Regions from separate parts of the Mus musculus genome. Here region 1 is linked to region 2. The links are chromatin contacts, called in public Hi-C maps. All regions are on one chromosome and are shown on one strand. Each heading gives the region's core, a stretch centred on a gene start, on an enhancer-like site or on the middle of the called end of the contact. The rest is flanking DNA. Distances are from core to core; before and after follow the strand shown.

Region 1 (3,762 bases), core at 1,033-3,532, 130 kb after region 2:
AATAAATGATCCTTGATCCTTAAATAAATGATGCAACTGGGCTGTTTTTCTCTTCTCTTGGGTCTTTGCCTTGCTGCCGTGCACAGGAAGTCACTAAAACGTTCTATCTGCTTTTCAGTCTCAGTTTCTGCCCATGAGCTAATCTCTCCCACTTGGCCCTTTTGCAACAATCATTCTGTCGTAGGAACTGAACTGTCGATGATTCTAGAAAGAAAAAAAAAAGCTAGTTGAGATCTTTAAACTTAGACCTCGGTGATTTTGTCCTTTGATGTTTCTTGCTTTGTAAATACTGAACTTGTGGACTTGTGTGAGGATATCCGTCTTGTCTGGAGAAGATGGTGGGGACTGGAGATGGTCACCTGGATTCCCTATCTGCTGCAGCTCCTGGACATCTGCTAGGGAAACTAAAGCCCTGTACATTTCCGGTAATTGCTAACAGAATGGAAAAGTCCCTCTCTGTGATTCCCCCTGGGTCCTGAAGGAGACAACTATGTGGCTCCTTTAAAAACAGCAAGCAACATGAAGCGAAAGACCATTCCTCAAATCAAATCCAACTCTAAGACAGATCTTTATGGAGTGGGTGTGGCTCTTGGGGTTGGGGGTTGGGGGAGGATAGGAAAATATCACACCTGCCTAAGCTTGGTCTTATCTCTAAGACCAGTGCTGCCAGGCCCTGGAATGTGATTGTGAGATATGAGGAAGTAGAAAGACTCATTCAGAGATAAGATAGGAATGAAGTCTCCGCCTCATGGGTAGTATAAGGGTAAACTAGGATGTGTGTTCCAGGATGCTCTGTAAGCTGGAAATGGCCACCTGAATGCCAACTGCTAATGCTTTTATTGTGTACAGAATAGCAAAAGCACACGTTTCATTTTTGAAACCGGCTATTATGTAGCCTAGGATGGCCTTGAATTCACGTATGACTTTGAACTATTGATTCTCCTGTCTCCACCTATCAGGTGATGTGTCACCACATCTGTTCTTAGATGGTATCGGGATAGAACCCAGGTCTTTCTGAAAACTAGGCAAAGGCTCCCACGAGTGAGCTACAACCCCAGTTCTGAAATGCATGCATTTTAAAGCTCAGAATTCTTCACAGCAATAAAGCAAATTAGACATTAGCAAAGAAATCTTTCCTTCCTTCTCTTTCTATCTGTCTTTCTATGTCTGTCTCTTTTTCACACTCTCTCTGTGTGTGTGTGTGTGTGTGTGTGTGTGTGTGTGTGTGTGTGTGTGTGCCCTCTGCCCCATGTAGCAGGAAGGCAAAGTTCCCATGATACAAAAGTGTCCTTGAAACAGAAAATCAGAAAGAATGATCAGTTACGACACATGCTGCATGCTAAGTACTGGGCCAAGCATTCTAAGCCTTTGTTTTGTATTCCACTTCTTGCAACCTGATGAGGGAGATATCGCTCTTATCCCTCATTCTATAAGAAAAAACAAGTCTGGGAAGCATGACTTGCCTATGGTGCCAGGATGTAAGACCCGAGAGGAGATCTTACTCTGTGGTTTTGCAACCCTGCCTCCTTCATCATCAAATGCCAACAATCAATCCCCCCACTGTAAGAAGCATTCTTGGGGCTGGAGAGGTGGCTCCTCAATTAAGAGCACTGATTGCTCTTCCAAAGATTCTGAGTTCAATTCCCAGCAACCACATGTGGCTCACGACCATTTGTAATGGGATATGATGCCTTCTTCTGCTGTGTCTAAAGAGAGCAACAGTGTGTCCACATACATAAAACAAATAAATCTTTAAAAAAAAAAAGCATTCTCTCCCTGGAGAAACTCTAAGTGACCCAAACTGCTTACCCTACCTATCAGACTCTCCTTCATCTTCAGCCACAGCTCCAACATCATCTCCTATCTGCACTCACAGGCACTTGGGCTTCTTCCAAGTGGGACACCCAGCCCTCAGACTACCACAGAGAGCAGAGTGGACGTCCACACCCATGTGCTAACCACTGAGGACAGACAAAGCTGGCAGAGAGTGGTGTGCCATGGAGAAGAAATGAAGATGATGCTGAGTGGAAGAGACTCCTAGCTGTTCTCACTCACCACATCAACTTCATCTCTCCTCCCCAGTTTCCTCAACTCTAACCTGTGACCCCATACCTTCTAGAGTCAGTCTCTCCTGACTCCAGTATCTTTTGTGACTAAGAATGAATTAAGCTCAAGCTCAAGCTTAAATTTCTCTCTAGTGACATTTGTCCCTCAACTGTTCCTTGAAAGGAAGCCACACCTTAGCTGGGAAATGTAATGAGGCCTACAACCTTGACCAGGCAGCTTTCTTCGAGTCGAGCCATTTTAAAATCAGGGCTATAAAACCACTCTGAAAGCGAGGAGTGCCTGCTTACCACTCTCATTTTGCTGGCAAATCAAAATGAAAGGTCCTGCCCACCACCTGTCATAGAAAGTCAGGCCAAGGGTCACACCACCCGCTGTCAGTGGGGCGCTCTGGCACCTTCTGGGGTTGATTGTAGCTTTTCTAGGGTGGGCCCCTTCCTCTATAATAAACATTTACAGATAAAATGCATTTTAAATGAATGTTCTATCTGTACTGCTGCCTCTGATTTCTCTCCCAGGTCTGTACTGGGATAAACCCTTCCAGACCCTGATTCCTCTAAGCCATGCATAGAAGAGATGTCGTGGGATGAGACAACCTCCTAGTTTTATGAAGGTTTGGGGGATTTGAATCCAGATCCTCATGCCTGTGCAGCAAGTGCGCAGAACTTGAAGTCAGCTCATGCCTTGGCGTAGTCGTAGATACCCATCTACTTTTAGGTAAGATGAATGGACCCCACTTCATTTTTGATGTGGAATACAATGCCACATCATTAATTAAGTCGGTGATACTTTGTACGTGGTAGTTATGTGTAGTAAGGAAAGTCCACATCTTGAGCCAAGTGGAGTCAGCTCAGCTCCGTGGCCGAGGGTCTTTACAACCCTCATGAAAAATACGATTTTGTGTATTTTCATTGTGAAATTAAGGGGGAGGCAGAGCTTGGGAATCCCATCTCTTCTATCTTATAAATACTTATTTTATGTGCATAGGAGAGGTACACACTAGGCATGGAACAGGAGTGGAGGTCAGAGGACAACTTCTGGAAGTTGGTCCCAGGGATTGGACACATCTATAGCCCAGGACAGCTCAGTGAGCTGTAGACCCAGCACCATCAACTGCTCACCTTAGGGATTCTGTCAGATGAGGAAAAAAAGTTCTTTTGAAGATTCTTAGTAGACTTTGAAGTTACTTGAAGCCAAAAACATTCCATAAACAACTTATAATTTTTTCCTTTATTTTTATTAGATATTTTCTTTATTTACATTTCAAATGTTATCCCCTTTCCTGGCTTCCCCTCCGAAAAACCCCTAACCCTTCCTCCCTTCCCCTGCTCACCAACCCACCTACTCCCACTTCCTGGCCCTGGCATTCCCCTACACTGGGACATCAAGCCTTCACAGAACCAAGGGCCTCTCTTCTCATTGATGTCCCACAAGGCCATCCTCTGCTACATATGCAGCTGGAGCCTTGGGTCCCTCCATGTGTACTCTTTGGTTGGTGGTTTAGTCCCTGGGAGCTCCTGGGGTTCTGGTGAGTTCACATTACAACTTATCACTTTAACACACTTACCACAGAAGGAAGTCGTGGCTAGACGGCTTCTCTCCAGGGGAGGCGCCCACTTACTCCACATCCCATGGCAGGCAGGGTAGGTCACACCCTGGCAGAAAGATTAAACATTGATGATCACTTCTTATTCCAAT
Region 2 (3,708 bases), core at 1,190-3,689:
ATTCTGTGTTTAGAGAGAATCTCAGTAAATTCCTGAAAGTTTTTAACTTGCCGAACAGATTTCTGTGGAACAATTCATTTTTATTGAAATTTCTTCAAAATACATTTTAAGTTTGGAGGGGAGAGGGGTTTGAGACAGTGTCTCTCTGGGTAGCCTTGGCTGTCCTAGAATTCACTCTGTAGACCAAGCTGGCCTCAAACTCACAGTGATCCTCCTGCCTCTGCCTTTCGAGTGCTAGGATTAAAGGCATATGCCTCCAAACCTGGCGCATTTGAATTACCTGGTACGGCTAATCTGTTTCTAGCCAAAGCATATTCATGTTTTTACCAGTATGTGTGCACATGAGTACACTTTCTACTTCCCACTGCTGTATCTCCCATGTCAGCATCTGCATACATCATTAAATAGACTAAAGACTGGGTAAAGAAATGTCACAGAGAGGCGTGTCCTGTCTGGATGTATTTGTTAGAGAATTACCCATTCTGTTTGCCAGTGGCCACACATACTTTTGGTCACTTTGAAGGACTCAGCGTATGAATGAGCAATTTTGTTTTTATTATTTTGAATCACTGGCTTATTTATGAATGGCCAATTCGTCCCAGGAAGTGGCTTTCGAGAGTACTGATCTGTGAGCAAATGTCTCACGAAGCGAACGTAACTTGTTTCCTCGGAGCGTGTAAACCAGAGCACAAACGGCTAGAATGCAAAGCAGAATAAGCCCTGAGTTACGAAGTCACAAAAATACCGCTGTTTGCTTATGTGAGTATATACACATGCATGCCGCACATATGTGGAGATCACCGCACAGTGTCTAGGAGTGGGCTCATTCCCTCCACCTCCTTCGCTCCTGGGATCGAACTCAGACGATGAAGATTTTTGGCAAGCACCTTCACCTGCTGAACCATTTCACAGGTCCTGGGCCATCATTTTAAATGCCATGGGATTTAGAGATACTATCCAAATCAATGAAATCTGAAGATGTTCAGTATTTAGAATTCATCTTCGATTGCCAAATTGCCTAGCTTGCTCATCCCTTTAAATTTTCAGCCTCCAGTGAAGCTGCCTCCACCAGTTAATTATAGTTGATGAAGTCTGGGGGAAAAAATAAGTTAAAATGCTTGCTATGATTGTTTCCTTTTGTATGTGTTGAAGCCCGGGGTTGAGAAAAATGTAGATAATAAATAATATGCGTTTTCAAAATTATTTTTCCTACAAGTCAGATCAAGGGTGAGTCTTCTCTGGGATTCAGAATCGACAATTTTACTAAGGACAGTAACATAAACACCAAGAGTGTTTCAAAAGCCAGCAGTTTCCAGTATAAAAGTGTAATAACATCATCCTGAAGGGGGCAGCTCTTCCCCGTTTTCCGGCTTCCCTCTCTATAACGTGATTGAATTGGTTTAGTGTTTTCACTCTTAGGACCAGTTGTCTCAACATTGGCCACAAGAGAGCGCTATTTTCTAACTCAACCACCGAGGCTGTCTGAAAAAGTTTGAACCTTAAAAGAAAATCAGCTTACTTACGCACCTTTGTTTTTTGGTTTCCCTTTAAGGGGGAGCGCGATGGGGGCTCTGTGATAGACAAATTGGTTTTTCAAGGATCAGAAACGCTATCTGAAAGAATGACCCATAGTAGAACATCACTATGCTTTCTTTCTCTTTGTTCTGTTCTGGGGATCAAACCTGGGGCCTCAGGGCTGCTAGGCGAGTGCTCTATCACTGTGCTTTTTAAAATAATGAACCGTTTCTTTCCTGATGGGATTCCTAGTATTAATCAGAAATAAAAGCAGGCAGTTACTTTGTGTGTGGAATACGTATTACATGCAAGAATGTGTACCATGGAAGCTGTATTTCCCACGACTCTTGATGGCTTTGTGTGATTTATTGCTGTTGATAAGATAGACTGGGCATCGTATTTAAACAGATGCTATTTGTTCAAACGATTTAATTTTAATTTTTCCTAGAAATGACACCTTCGCAATAACACAGAGGTTAACTGTATACCTGAACACGGCATCCAATCCTATGGATGCCTTCAACATCGTTTTCAGACTAAGTTCTCCATACCCTGGTGTGTTCCCAGGGAACAAATGACAACTCCTCTGAGATCCTAAAGTTTAGTTTGCCCCAGATCAAGGTCCAGCCACTGTTGCTCTTGTTTCCGTAACAGAGGCGAGCCACTGTTGCTCCTGTTTCCATAACAGAGGCGGTATCCAGAAATTCTGCACAATTCTGGACACCAAAATAAAAGAGGGTCTCTGCTGAAGCTCCCAGTAGATTTCTGATCTCCTCACTTTCAGCCATGACCAATGTCTTGCTTCGAGGTGATGCTTACAGGCTCTGGCCATTAGCTAGAAGAACTTGCCCAAGGGTAAAGCCAACACACAAGGAGAGGAGACCAAGGAGACAGCTGCTGTATTTCTCCCCACCCCCACCCCCACGCCCGAGCGCTGCGCCCCCACGTTAACTGCTTCCGCTGCTGTCTCTTGCGGTTTTTCTTCGGAGCTAACAGTTTTCCTCCTTTCAAAAACCATTGCTCGGGATCAACCCCGGGGCCTCAGCACATGTCTGGCAAGGATTCTACCCTTGAGCTATGTCCTCAAGTCCTTATTTACTTACTTGAAAAAAAAAAGTGTGTGTGTGTGTGTGTGTGTGTGTGTGTGTGTGTGTGTGTGTGTGTGCTTGTACACATGCATGTGTGTAGGTAGGTCAGAGTTAAACACTGGCTACCTTCCTATGTTACTGAACCTGCAGCATTGGTCAAGATGAGCAGGCTGACAGGCTCCAGAGACCTTGTCTCTGCCTCCCCAGCACTGGGGTCCCAGGCGTATGCACCCAGCTTTTCACACAGATACTCAGCTCAGGTATTTATGCTTGCTTGGCAGCCACTTTGCTGACAGCCATGCCCACAGCCCTTTCTCCTCATTTTCTACACTTCTAAGGCCACATTCAGCTCAGACTTCTATTACCTTCATCAGAGATAATGTCTCTAAGAAATGACATATACAGTTTGTCTTCAGGACTTGTCCCTTGCATCCTGAAATATTGTTCAAGGCCCCTGTCACAGTGAGGCACTACACTGTGTTCAAACATTGCTTTTCTGTGACACTTTCCCTACCACAGTGCCACAGAAGCAGGCTCTCTTCTCTCTATTCAGTTCCAGCACACCTCTCCAACTCACGGCCCTCCTCACCACAGCTGAAAACTAAACACAAACATTTGAGGGAAGAAATAGTGACCACACCTTCACACAGCCTTGATGGGGAAGGCTGCTCCCCGGATGTTCCTACTAATCTCTGAAATGTATCTCTAAGAAACAGCAGCCTGATGGAGACCTAGAAATTCACAAGTCTTTGTGAAATTAGACAGTGTTACCTCTTTCTGGTTCCTTGTGACAAAGGCAGCATAGCTATAAAATGTAGCATAGGTAAGCAATGTCATTAAGACAGTGGAAGGGCCAGCAAGATGGTCCAACAGGTAAAAGGGGCTTGCTGCACAAACCAGACAACCTGAGTTCGAGTCCTGGGACCAGCATAAAGGTGGAGGGAGAGAACCAACCCCCCACAAAGTTTTCTTGGACCTCTACATATGTGCTGTGGTATGCGCAACCACAAGCTGAACATGCACAATAATAATGAATACGTTTGTGAAAAGACCGTGAAGCCATTCTTACCATATTCAGACACGTTTCAAATGCTTAACCCTTACC

Evidence for each region. A called contact is a pair of places that touch in the nucleus more often than the background predicts.
Region 1: a Hi-C map of the G1E-ER4 cell line shows a contact between it and region 2, with 3 times the contacts expected there. The contact joins two enhancer-like sites. A contact is called at or near these places in 2 of 15 datasets of contacts at CTCF or cohesin (CD8 T cells and the NIH/3T3 cell line), 4 of 484 Hi-C or Micro-C datasets (the G1E-ER4 cell line, bone marrow-derived macrophages, embryonic fibroblasts and 1 more), 7 of 115 datasets of contacts at active chromatin or transcription factors (CD8 T cells, bone marrow-derived macrophages, embryonic stem cells and 4 more) and 3 of 9 other capture datasets (adipose tissue, embryonic stem cells and liver).

What each region holds. Positions count from the first base shown.
Region 1 is chr10:89,593,814-89,597,575 of GRCm38.p6, forward strand. It overlaps Slc17a8 (solute carrier family 17 (sodium-dependent inorganic phosphate cotransporter), member 8), which reads right to left. Exons shown (of 12, transcript NM_182959.3): 5 at 3,632-3,719. Among named protein-coding and RNA genes, the nearest start is that of Slc17a8, 26 kb to the right of the region's middle. Within about 2 kb of position 2,283, at least 9 of the 459 cell types and tissues checked have an H3K27ac peak or open chromatin away from gene starts, as enhancers often do. A contact at or near this core is called in the G1E-ER4 cell line, where this site is marked.
Region 2 is chr10:89,460,637-89,464,344 of GRCm38.p6, forward strand. The region is part of intron 7 of Nr1h4 (nuclear receptor subfamily 1, group H, member 4); the gene reads right to left. Among named protein-coding and RNA genes, the nearest start is that of Gas2l3, 19 kb to the left of the region's middle. Within about 2 kb of position 2,440, at least 20 of the 459 cell types and tissues checked have an H3K27ac peak or open chromatin away from gene starts, as enhancers often do. A contact at or near this core is called in the G1E-ER4 cell line, where this site is marked.